2 separate regions of the Oryctolagus cuniculus genome follow, and region 2 is linked to region 1. Evidence: chromatin contacts called from public Hi-C data. All regions are on one chromosome and are shown on one strand. The core of a region is the stretch at or near the end of the contact, and the rest is flanking DNA. Distances in the headings are between cores, read along the strand shown. Region 1 holds the start of HIF1A (hypoxia inducible factor 1 subunit alpha). Region 2 overlaps PRKCH (protein kinase C eta).

Region 1 (4,813 bases), core at 1,390-3,889:
AAAGCATTTTAAGGGTGGTGGAAGTTCAAACTTAAAGCTTAAACAGGTAACATTTACTAGGAAGTACACAAACTGTTACCAAGACTCCCCCATTCCCGACCCTGGGCTAAGTGTTCTACATGCATGATCTCATTTCCCATACATATTAACTGTTAAGATGGCTGCTTCTTATCATCAAAAGGAAAAGTTAGGCATGGACGCATTCAGGACTTGCCCAATTCACAAGTGGAAAGGCTGGCACTCTAACTCAGAGATTCAGGCCTCCAGCTTCTACACTCTTCATCTCTAGCCCTGCTGCTGTTATAAACAAGTCAAACTGCAACAACAAAAGTTTACTAATAAATGACTCTTAGTGGCCAAGGTTAAAAAAGAAAATTTAGAAATGTTTATTCTCAGAGATTTCACTACAATGCTCCAGTAATTATTTGTTTTGGAAAACTCTGAAGGAACCTGACCTGAAGCCTAAAAACAGAACCTCCTGCCATTCCTTTTGAATCTAAAAACCCCTATTATCCTTGTGCTCTCAGTAAGTCCAGCACCTACAACTAAGGAATCAACATGAAACTCCCTGTTAAATCTATTACAACCACACCACTCTGCTCTGATTTCTTTCAATTCTGATTTTCAGCTGCCTTGTCCTCCTCTAAAACTGGGAAAATTCCAAGAAGAAAATCTCCACCTCAATCTGTTACCTTTCAAAAACTTGAAGAAATATTAGTCAGGAAAGGGCATTTTTAATTAACATCATCCAAAAGTTGCTGAGTAATCACTATTTACTGTTTAACTTAAAATTTCAGTTATATTAAGAATCTCCATATTAAGTGTTACGACTACATTCGATCCCAGGTGGTTAAGTTTTCAAATGAGAAAATTTTGAAAATAACAATGGGAATGGGGAAAACCAAAGAATTCATTTAGCGCTGGGGCTGGTGCGCAGTAGTTGCTAATTTATTCACTCACTTATTTTACAGTGGCTTCTGGTATTAACTGAAGAATAGCAAAGAAGAAATCAGTAAAGTATTACATATAAAAAGGAAGTGACTGGTACACAACCTAATGCATTGTGGTAACTATGATTCAGTATATAATAAGGACGGAAAATTGGCACTACACAGAGGTAATCTGCCTTTGGTTTACAATATAGCAGCCTCTTCATTTCATCAAAAACACTGTAATCACTTCTGCAAAATTAATTGCAATTAATTCCTGGTTAACTCTTGAAATTAAATCTAGACTTGTGTGCTCATGTTTTAAATTGTGTAAGTGCTCTCTCCCCGGTGTATATAAACTGAGAATTTTACATTCTATTGAATAGGGACCAAGATAAAGAATCTACAAAACAGCAAGGATATAAACAAGTTTATCTTCCGCTCATACTGATTAGAGAAGTTAATCTCTCCCATAAGAGTGGAAGGACTTAACAGTAAAGCCAGCCTACGTTACTACTCCTACTATATAAATCCTCAATTCCTTAAAATAATTTCCTCAACGGTGAAAATACCAAAGTGGAGAAAATAGGGAGGGGGGTACTGTAAATACCACGGGTTCCACCATTCTTAATCTTTCTATAATGTACCCCTCTTACACTTCACGCTGTTCAATAAACTTGCTTTAAGTCCCAACACAATCTGGATATGTGCTGATGGTTTCCTTCAAATATATTAAAATATCAGGAAAACGAGACAGTTCTGAAAAAAAAAAAATCCTCCAACACTTTAGTGTTGCATTTCGTTTGCTCCGGTCATCTACTTCGCTTTTCAACCTCACTGACACTGTCTGCCTAAATCGAAGCCGCCCGTTACATTTTCACCAAGATATTTTCGGGAATGAATGAGGCACGGATTCCTGCTCATCGTCTGGGCTCCCTGGATCCCAAGTCTCCACTTCCCAAGTTCCCGCTACAGCCTGGCGATGTGCCCCCCAATTCCCGTTACTCCGACTCCCAAGTCTGGGCAAGTTTTTCCAGCCGATTAAAACAACAAAACGAAAAACAAAACCTGCACGTGCAAACTAAAAAGTTAGCATCCGAAGGCCGCCGCGGCCAATCCCCCCACCACGGCACAAAGGCAGCGACACCCGCCGCGGCGGGACCGCCGCAAGGGCCAGCCCAGCCGCGGCCGCCGGGGCCCCGCACCCGCCGGCGAGCCGCGGCCAGCGTGCGGGGCGCCCGGCCCGCGCCTTCCCCGCCACCGGGAGGGAGCGGAAGCTCCGGGTGCGAGCGGCGGCGCCGAGCTGCGGGCTCGGCTTCCAGGCTGGGGCGAAGTCCCCTCCGGACGGGGCCGCGCCGCAAGGCTGGGGCTCCGCGGCGGGCGCGGGGGGCGGCGCGAGGACCCCCGCAGCCCCGGCTGGGGGCGGCGGCGGCGGCGGCGTGCAGACCCCCGGCCCCCTGGAAGCACTTTCGAGGCGTCTCCCACCCCCCACGACAAGATGGCGACGTGGACAGCGGGGGAGCCCGGCCGGCGAGGTTGGGGGAAAGAGAGGGGAGGGGAGAGGAGGCAGAAACAACAAAAAAAAAGGCCGGGCGACCCCCGCCCGCCCAGCGACCCACCCCGGGAGCGCCGCGGCCCGGCGGGCGGGCGGGCGGGGAAGGGGCTTACTTTTTCTTGTCGTTCGCGCCGCCGGCGCCCTCCATGGCGATTCGGTCTCCGCGATGCCTTCCCGGCCGGCGGCCCCCAGGCTCGCTCCGGCCTAAGCGCCGGCTCCCTGCACACGCGGAGAGAGCAGAGCAAGTCCGGGTGGGGGCGGCGGCGGGGGAGGGGTGCGAGGCGGGAAGCTCCTCGCAGAGCAGAGCGGGGCGGCGAGCGCGGAGTCCGGCGCGAGCCTCCGCGCAGGCTGCTTGTCACGGCCCGGCCCGACGCGCTGGGCCCACTCGGCAGCGAGGACGGTCCTCGCGTCCCCTCAGACGAGGCGGCTCTGCGCTCGGCGGAGCTGAGGCAGCGGGCAGGGGGCGGGCAAGGGCGGAGGCGCGCCCGGCCGCGCGGGGAGGGGAGGGGCGGGGCGGGAGCGCGCGCCCCCGCCCCTCGCCTGCCCGCCGAGCCCAGCGCGCGCGCGCGCGCCCCCGCAGGCCCGCCTCACCTGAGGGGGAGGCGGGCTGCTCGGGAGCCAATGGCGAGCGACGCAGGCGGCCAGTGCCCACCCCAGCCCACGTCGCTCTCAGCCAATCCGGAGGCGCTCAGCTGAGGCACAGCTGGGACGCGCCGCGGCGCTCACGTGCCCGTCTGTGTGCGGCCGGGGCGGAGAGAAAGGCGTTGGGGGGTGCGTCTGCGCCGGGACTAGGGGGCACCCAGCGCCTGCCGCTGGGGACGGCGGCGGCGGGCTTGCGGGAGGCGCTGCTGAGGGGAGTTGGCGGCTGCCCGGGCCCGAGGTTGCATCACGTTTTCCCGCTCCCGCGCTCCCCTCAGGCGGCGTAGCCGAGTTCCCTGTGGGAAAGCGCAGCCCTGGCGGCTTGGGCGCGAGCCCCCCGGGTCTCCCCGCTCGGACGCGTTGCGGCGCGGCCTTCCTGCCAGGCTGCCCGCGCTCTGCCGCACGGCACGGGGGACCCCGCGGGGCCCCTGAGGCGTTCTGTCGCGAACTTGTTTAAGTTAATGCCAGGGAAAACCTCACAGACCCGTTGTTGCACGCCTCTCTCCGAGGAAGGAAGGTGTGAAGTTACTGTAGAAACGGCTTTCAGAAGCGAGAATATATAAACCTGCATTTCAGGGAGGGTCGGAAAAATGGCTTTAGGCACACTTTTCTTTGTGCTTTCTTAGCGCTTTTGCAAGACGATCTTGCGTGGATTCAGAAGAGTCTCCTTGAGTTGCGTTCGCGGTGTAGACCGAGTCCGGAACCCAGGCTGCCTCCGGGGCATGGGCCAGAGCCCGCCGGGTTGGAAGGAACCGGGCACGACGGTGCTGGCTAGCACTGCCTGTTTGCTGACAGGACTGCGAGTTACGGAACAAAACTTAAGCACTTTTTTGTCTTTAGAACCATACATTTCAAGCCTCTCAAGTCTTTAAAAAAAAAAAAAACATATTTTGAGCTCCACAAAGAGCCACTGCGTATCCCTCCCCGGTGGACATCAGGGTATTTTACTGCACCTTTGCCTGGTTGTCACAGTCTAACTCTGCGCTGGTTGTTGCGTGATGTGGATATCTGCCTGTGGAGGATTTCAAGTGTGTGAATCACCAGCCCGGCTAACACAGCGTCTGACCCTGCTAGGAGAAGCCACTTGAACTGGTCAGTAGACCCATAAGGATTGATGCTAATGCTATTTTTGTTTTTTCAGATTGACAGCACTAAATGCTATGTGTTATCCAGAACAACCATGGGGTATGCCTGGAAAAAAAAATCATAGTTACTTATGATTTCTTTTTTTAAGTAGGGAAAGAATAACTTAAATTACAAATGTTTTAACATTCTGAAAATATGGTGTTGAGAACGCTGGCCTCAGAATCTAGAGTGAGTTTGCATACAGACTCTGACACGGCCTAGCAAATCAGCTAACCTCTGTACCTCAGTTTGCTCATTGTAAGATGGGGATTATAATAGCATATATGCCACAGAACTCCGGACTATTGACACAATACGTGACCAGTAGCTGGTACATAGTGACTGATGATTAGCTTTTAGTATCAGCAATAATCTTGTTGCCGTTATTCTTATCATTACCCCCAAAATTTGTGCCTCCCATAGTAGTGATAACCAGGACTTCTACTGGAGTTTAGCCAGTTTTTGCTATACAAGAAAGCCAATTATGTTCATGTAAATCCAATATATTCTCTGTTTTTCATGATTTTCCCACTCTCCATATGTGGGTGTAGTTGCAGAGATTTTT
Region 2 (4,443 bases), core at 1,302-3,801, 270 kb after region 1:
GGCCAATAGCTCCTGTCCAAAGCAGTTGTGTTTTTATGCCACGGGATTCTGCCTTCGGGATGGGGTGGACATACTCCAGGCACTCGCAGGTGTGGCTTCTGGGCCTGCCTGGGCATCTGAGTCTCTCGTGGCAGCCACCAGCCTAGCTTCCTGGAAAACACCTGCAGGCCCCAGTGGAGGTGGCTGGGTTGGTCCTGGAGCCCTCGGACTGTCCCTCAGTGGCACGGAGGAAAGCAAGCCCCAGAGCCCAGGGATCACTCTCAGCTGCCTTTCCTTTGCAGGCTCAGGACGCCGCCTACCACCTGCTCTGTGCTGCCCACTCTTTCAGTGTGTGGCTCTACTCTCTGCACTGGGCTGAGGCCTAAAAAGTTCCTTTTGACTCGCACTCCATCACGGTGATCCTAAACTGTCTGATTTTTTTTTCACTGAACTATAAACTAAGAGGGAACTTCAAAAAGTTTATGAAAACATGGACTTAAAACCCAAGTTTATTTGAGTACCCTAAAATCTAAAAATCCATGCATCATTTTTTTTCACTATATGCATGATCATGAATTTTTGAAGATCCTTTGTATGCACAGTTTTCAAAGTTTTTGCACCAAAATAAACTTATGTTTTAATTTCATTTTCCACACACTTCTGGAAGTCCTCCTTCTCATCTCTGGAGCCATCCTGACACTTGGTGTTCCCACACAGGGCCCTGTGGATGCCAGAGAATCAGTAACTCGGCAAGTTCTGAGGGTTTGCAGGCATAGCCAGCGAAAAACACGATGCAAGCTCCACCCTCCAAGCGGTCAGCTACCAGGAAGCACAGGAACAAAGTCTGACCCTGGTCGGATCCGGGCTACGTCAAAGGAAATGACACAGAACGCCACCAGCCATCTCTCCAAAGGGGGAAGTGGCGGGTCTGCCCAGCCTCTGGGGTACCAAGGATGATGTCGCCGGCGACAAGGCCAGTTAGAACCCAGCGACCGCAACAGAAAACAGGCCACTGCTTCAGACCCTTTTGTGACACCCGATACCTTGGCAGTCCTACCCAGAGACACAGAGCCAAAGGAACAGCTTGGACTTCAGCTTCTCTTCTCTCCCATTCATTCTCCTGGCCTTTTTTAGCCAAAGAAAGTTGGAAAGCCTGCTGGCCCGAGAGGACAGGGGCAAGGGTCCCAAGAATGGCATCTTCCTCCTGCAGGTGCAGAGCCTGGGACTGGTCTCAGCACGCTGCACCCTCGGGGTCAGTGGCGGACAGGAAGGTGGGTCACGCAGCGTCAAACCAAGAACTCCAAAAAGGCTTACGGAGAGAGGAAATTCAAAGATACATTTATTTTGGTGCAAAACATTTTTGGAATGCATGCGTACTTTTTTTTTTTTTTAAATACATATTTCCGTGGACTTTTTGAGGACTGCCTCATACACTCACAATAAATGATGGAAAACAAAGATGAATAGGATTTAATAAGCTGGGAACACGCAGAGAACAGAGAACGCCGCGCTCTGGCTTGCTTTCTATTTTGATCTGAGCCCGAGGCAAACGGCAGCCAATGACCCACAAGCAGAGCAAATCCCGTCTGTGGCCGCTCAGGGAAAGGAGAAAACCTAGTTCCAGACGGATCGGAGGAAACAGCCTTCGGTTTTTCATAAAAGGCCAAAGAGTCCACGTTGCGGAGAAGCGCCTTTATCCCTGGCCACTGACGCCATGCTTTCCCGGTGCTTCCTATTTGTGGCGTAAGGGAAATGACAGGGATATTAGCAGGCTGGGCAACTGCTCAGAAGACGCTCACTGACCTGGCTTTGCCGTGGGATCTGGGGCACGTGGGGGTACCTCTCTGGACCTAAGCGGCCAGAAATGGACAGTGAGGAGGGGAGCATTGCCCCCCCTCCCACCCCGCCTCCTGGCTTGCTTTGGGGATTCAATGAAGTACTTCCTGTGAGATACAAGGTGTGCTGTTAGAGGCGCTGGCAGTGAGCGTGAGCACCGGGAACCCACGCCAGGGCCTCAGGGAGCTGCGATTCCATCCCTCGCCCACCCCTGCGGCAGAGCTGGCACCGCGCAGGCTGCGATAATCAACCAGCTGCTGGACGCTGGCCTCGCAGCGCCCCGGTCTCTGCGGAGGGAGAGTCTCCCAGCTTTCCGGCTGCACTTCCCCACCTCTCCTAACCCGCAGTCACACAGTCTTTCCCCCAGGAAGTCACAGCAAACTCAGGAGCTTCGGGGAAGCAGCGCTCCGGGTGCCGCCTCCTCCTCCTCCCCAGTACGCCGTTGGCAGCAGCTCAGTGCACAAACCTGGCCTGGCCCCATGCCAGACGCCCTGTGACCACGTGCAGAGAGGAAAAGCAAGCTGAGGGGGCTAGGAAGTGGTCAGGGCCCTGAGCAATGCAGGGCAGGCTGTGGCCTTCCCGGGCCAAAGAGCGCTTCCATAGGGACTCCTCCATTGGGCTGCGAGGCAAGGATAGGAAGCTTGCAACAATTTTTATTTATGTATTCTCATTTTCTTTAAGAGAGAGAGAGAGAGAAATCTATCCACTGGTTCACTTGCCAAATGCCCACCATAGCCAGGGCTGAGCCAGGACAAAGCCAGGAACATGGAACCCAATCTGGGTCTCCCATGTGGGTGGCAGGGACATAACCGCTTGAACCATCACTGCTGCCTCCCAAGGTCTGCATTAACAGGAAGCTGGAATGGAGAGGACAGCCAGGACTTGAACCCAGACCCTCTGATATGGGATACATACATCCCAAGTGGCATTTAAAAAAAAAAAAAGTATTTATTTGAAAGGCAGAATTATAGAGACAAAGTAGGAGCTACAGAGAGATTTTCCATCTACTGGCTTATTCCCCAAATGGCTACAGAGGCCAAGACTGGGCTGGATCAAAGCCAGGAGCCAGGAACTCCACCGGGGTTTCCCACATGGGTGGCAGGGAGCCAAGCCCCTGTGATATCCTCTGCCACTTTCCCAAGTGCTTTAGCAGGGAGCTGGATGGGAAGTGGAGCAGCCGGGACTTGAATTGGCACCCATATGGCATGCAGGCATCACCACAGGCCACGGCTTAAACCACTGAGCCATAATACCCCCTCAGCTCCCCCGCACAAATGGCATCTTAACCCCAGGACCAAGCGCCCAGCTCAGAACACAGATTTAGGTGGAGGCCCTTATCCGGAGAAAACAAAGGGCAGGTGGCCCTCAAGAAAGAACTAGAAGGCAGCTAAGAAGTAGAACTCAGTGCCTGAGTGCTACCAGCCGCGGGCACCTGCTTGAGTGTGAGGTTCATTCCCGGGCCACACGATGCCACAAGGGGAGACGCCCTGTCCCCATGCTGCCAGTGACTCTCCTCCCGTCCCTGAAGTCTACTGAAATCATCCTGCAGCACCATGGGATTGTGTTCCTGGGGCTCCTGATGCCTGAACCTTCACACACTGCATGGCCGGACATCTCGGGAGAGGCTTCCGATGCAAAGCCCCGGCCCCGCCAGGATCCACCCCTGGGGGCTGCTCCATGAGGACGCCAAGTCAGGAGCCGGGAGAGAGAAAGAGAGAACGATGAGCGGAGAGGACCCCTGGGCCTCTGGCCCTGCAGAGCCGGGTCTGCGTGTCCTGGGCCCACCGGGACGCACCAGATGTGCGCACAGACAAGCCCTGTCCCAGGTAAGGAGGAGCTGGCCTTGGCTCAGCTCCCTGGGCTCCCAATCCCTTATGACACTTGCTGCTGCTTTCCCAAGGGCCTGGGTGACAGCCAGCTCTTGGGCACCTGCCACAGAGTGTCCAGCATTTTCCAAATGGAACCTTTGCTCCAATAAACTGGACTAAAGCCTGGCACCCGTGCTTACTGCGCCACGCCCCCTTCCCGCCACTGCCGGCTCTGGCTGTCTTTGTTCTCACCTCACCTCCTCCCTCGCCCGTCTGTCCGTCTGTCTGTCTGTCCCTCTCTGTCTACCTCCTCCCAGTGCCACTCAGCTGACGGCTCCATGAAGATCCAAGTGGGGGCTGGGAGACCCGGATTCCAGGCCACAAATGCCACGAGGCCCAGCTGCTGACAGAGGAGGTTCTGAGGAGTGTGCGGTGAAGGTGGCCTGGGAAGAGTGGGGGAGGCAGCACCCACAGGCCTGTCCCCCAGGTCCTGAGAGACCACAGGCTCTCCCCTAGTTATCATGGCTTAGTTCTCCCACCCTCCCCCGGGTTAGGGAAATATCAGAGGCACCTGTTTGGTGAACAGAAAAGAGAAGGAAAAAACCATGCATAATTTTATGGCCCGAGGACAGTGGCTGCTGGTTCCTTGCTGTGATTTCCTGCCAGCCTTTTCGCTTGTGGGTGGGGGTGGGGTAGGGGGCAGGTTTGCCAGTTCACTGTCCCGGTAGAACCTGCTCGTCGTTATAAACTCCAGGTTATTTCCTGGGCTCCAGCCTCCTAGTTCCACCCTTTGCTGTGTTGGATTGTGGGCAAATGATTC

Evidence for each region. A called contact is a pair of places that touch in the nucleus more often than the background predicts.
Region 2: a Hi-C map of liver shows a contact between it and region 1, with 6 times the contacts expected there. The contact joins the enhancer-like site here to the promoter of HIF1A in region 1.

What each region holds. Positions count from the first base shown.
Region 1 is chr20:8,816,919-8,821,731 of mOryCun1.1, forward strand. HIF1A (hypoxia inducible factor 1 subunit alpha) reads right to left here and starts at 2,640. Exons shown (of 18, transcript NM_001082782.1): 1 at 2,598-2,640. The coding sequence starts at 2,632.
Region 2 is chr20:9,088,165-9,092,607 of mOryCun1.1, forward strand. All of the region lies in intron 9 of PRKCH (protein kinase C eta), which reads right to left. Among named protein-coding and RNA genes, the nearest start is that of PRKCH, 180 kb to the right of the region's middle. Within about 2 kb of position 2,552, at least 3 of the 8 cell types and tissues checked have an H3K27ac peak or open chromatin away from gene starts, as enhancers often do.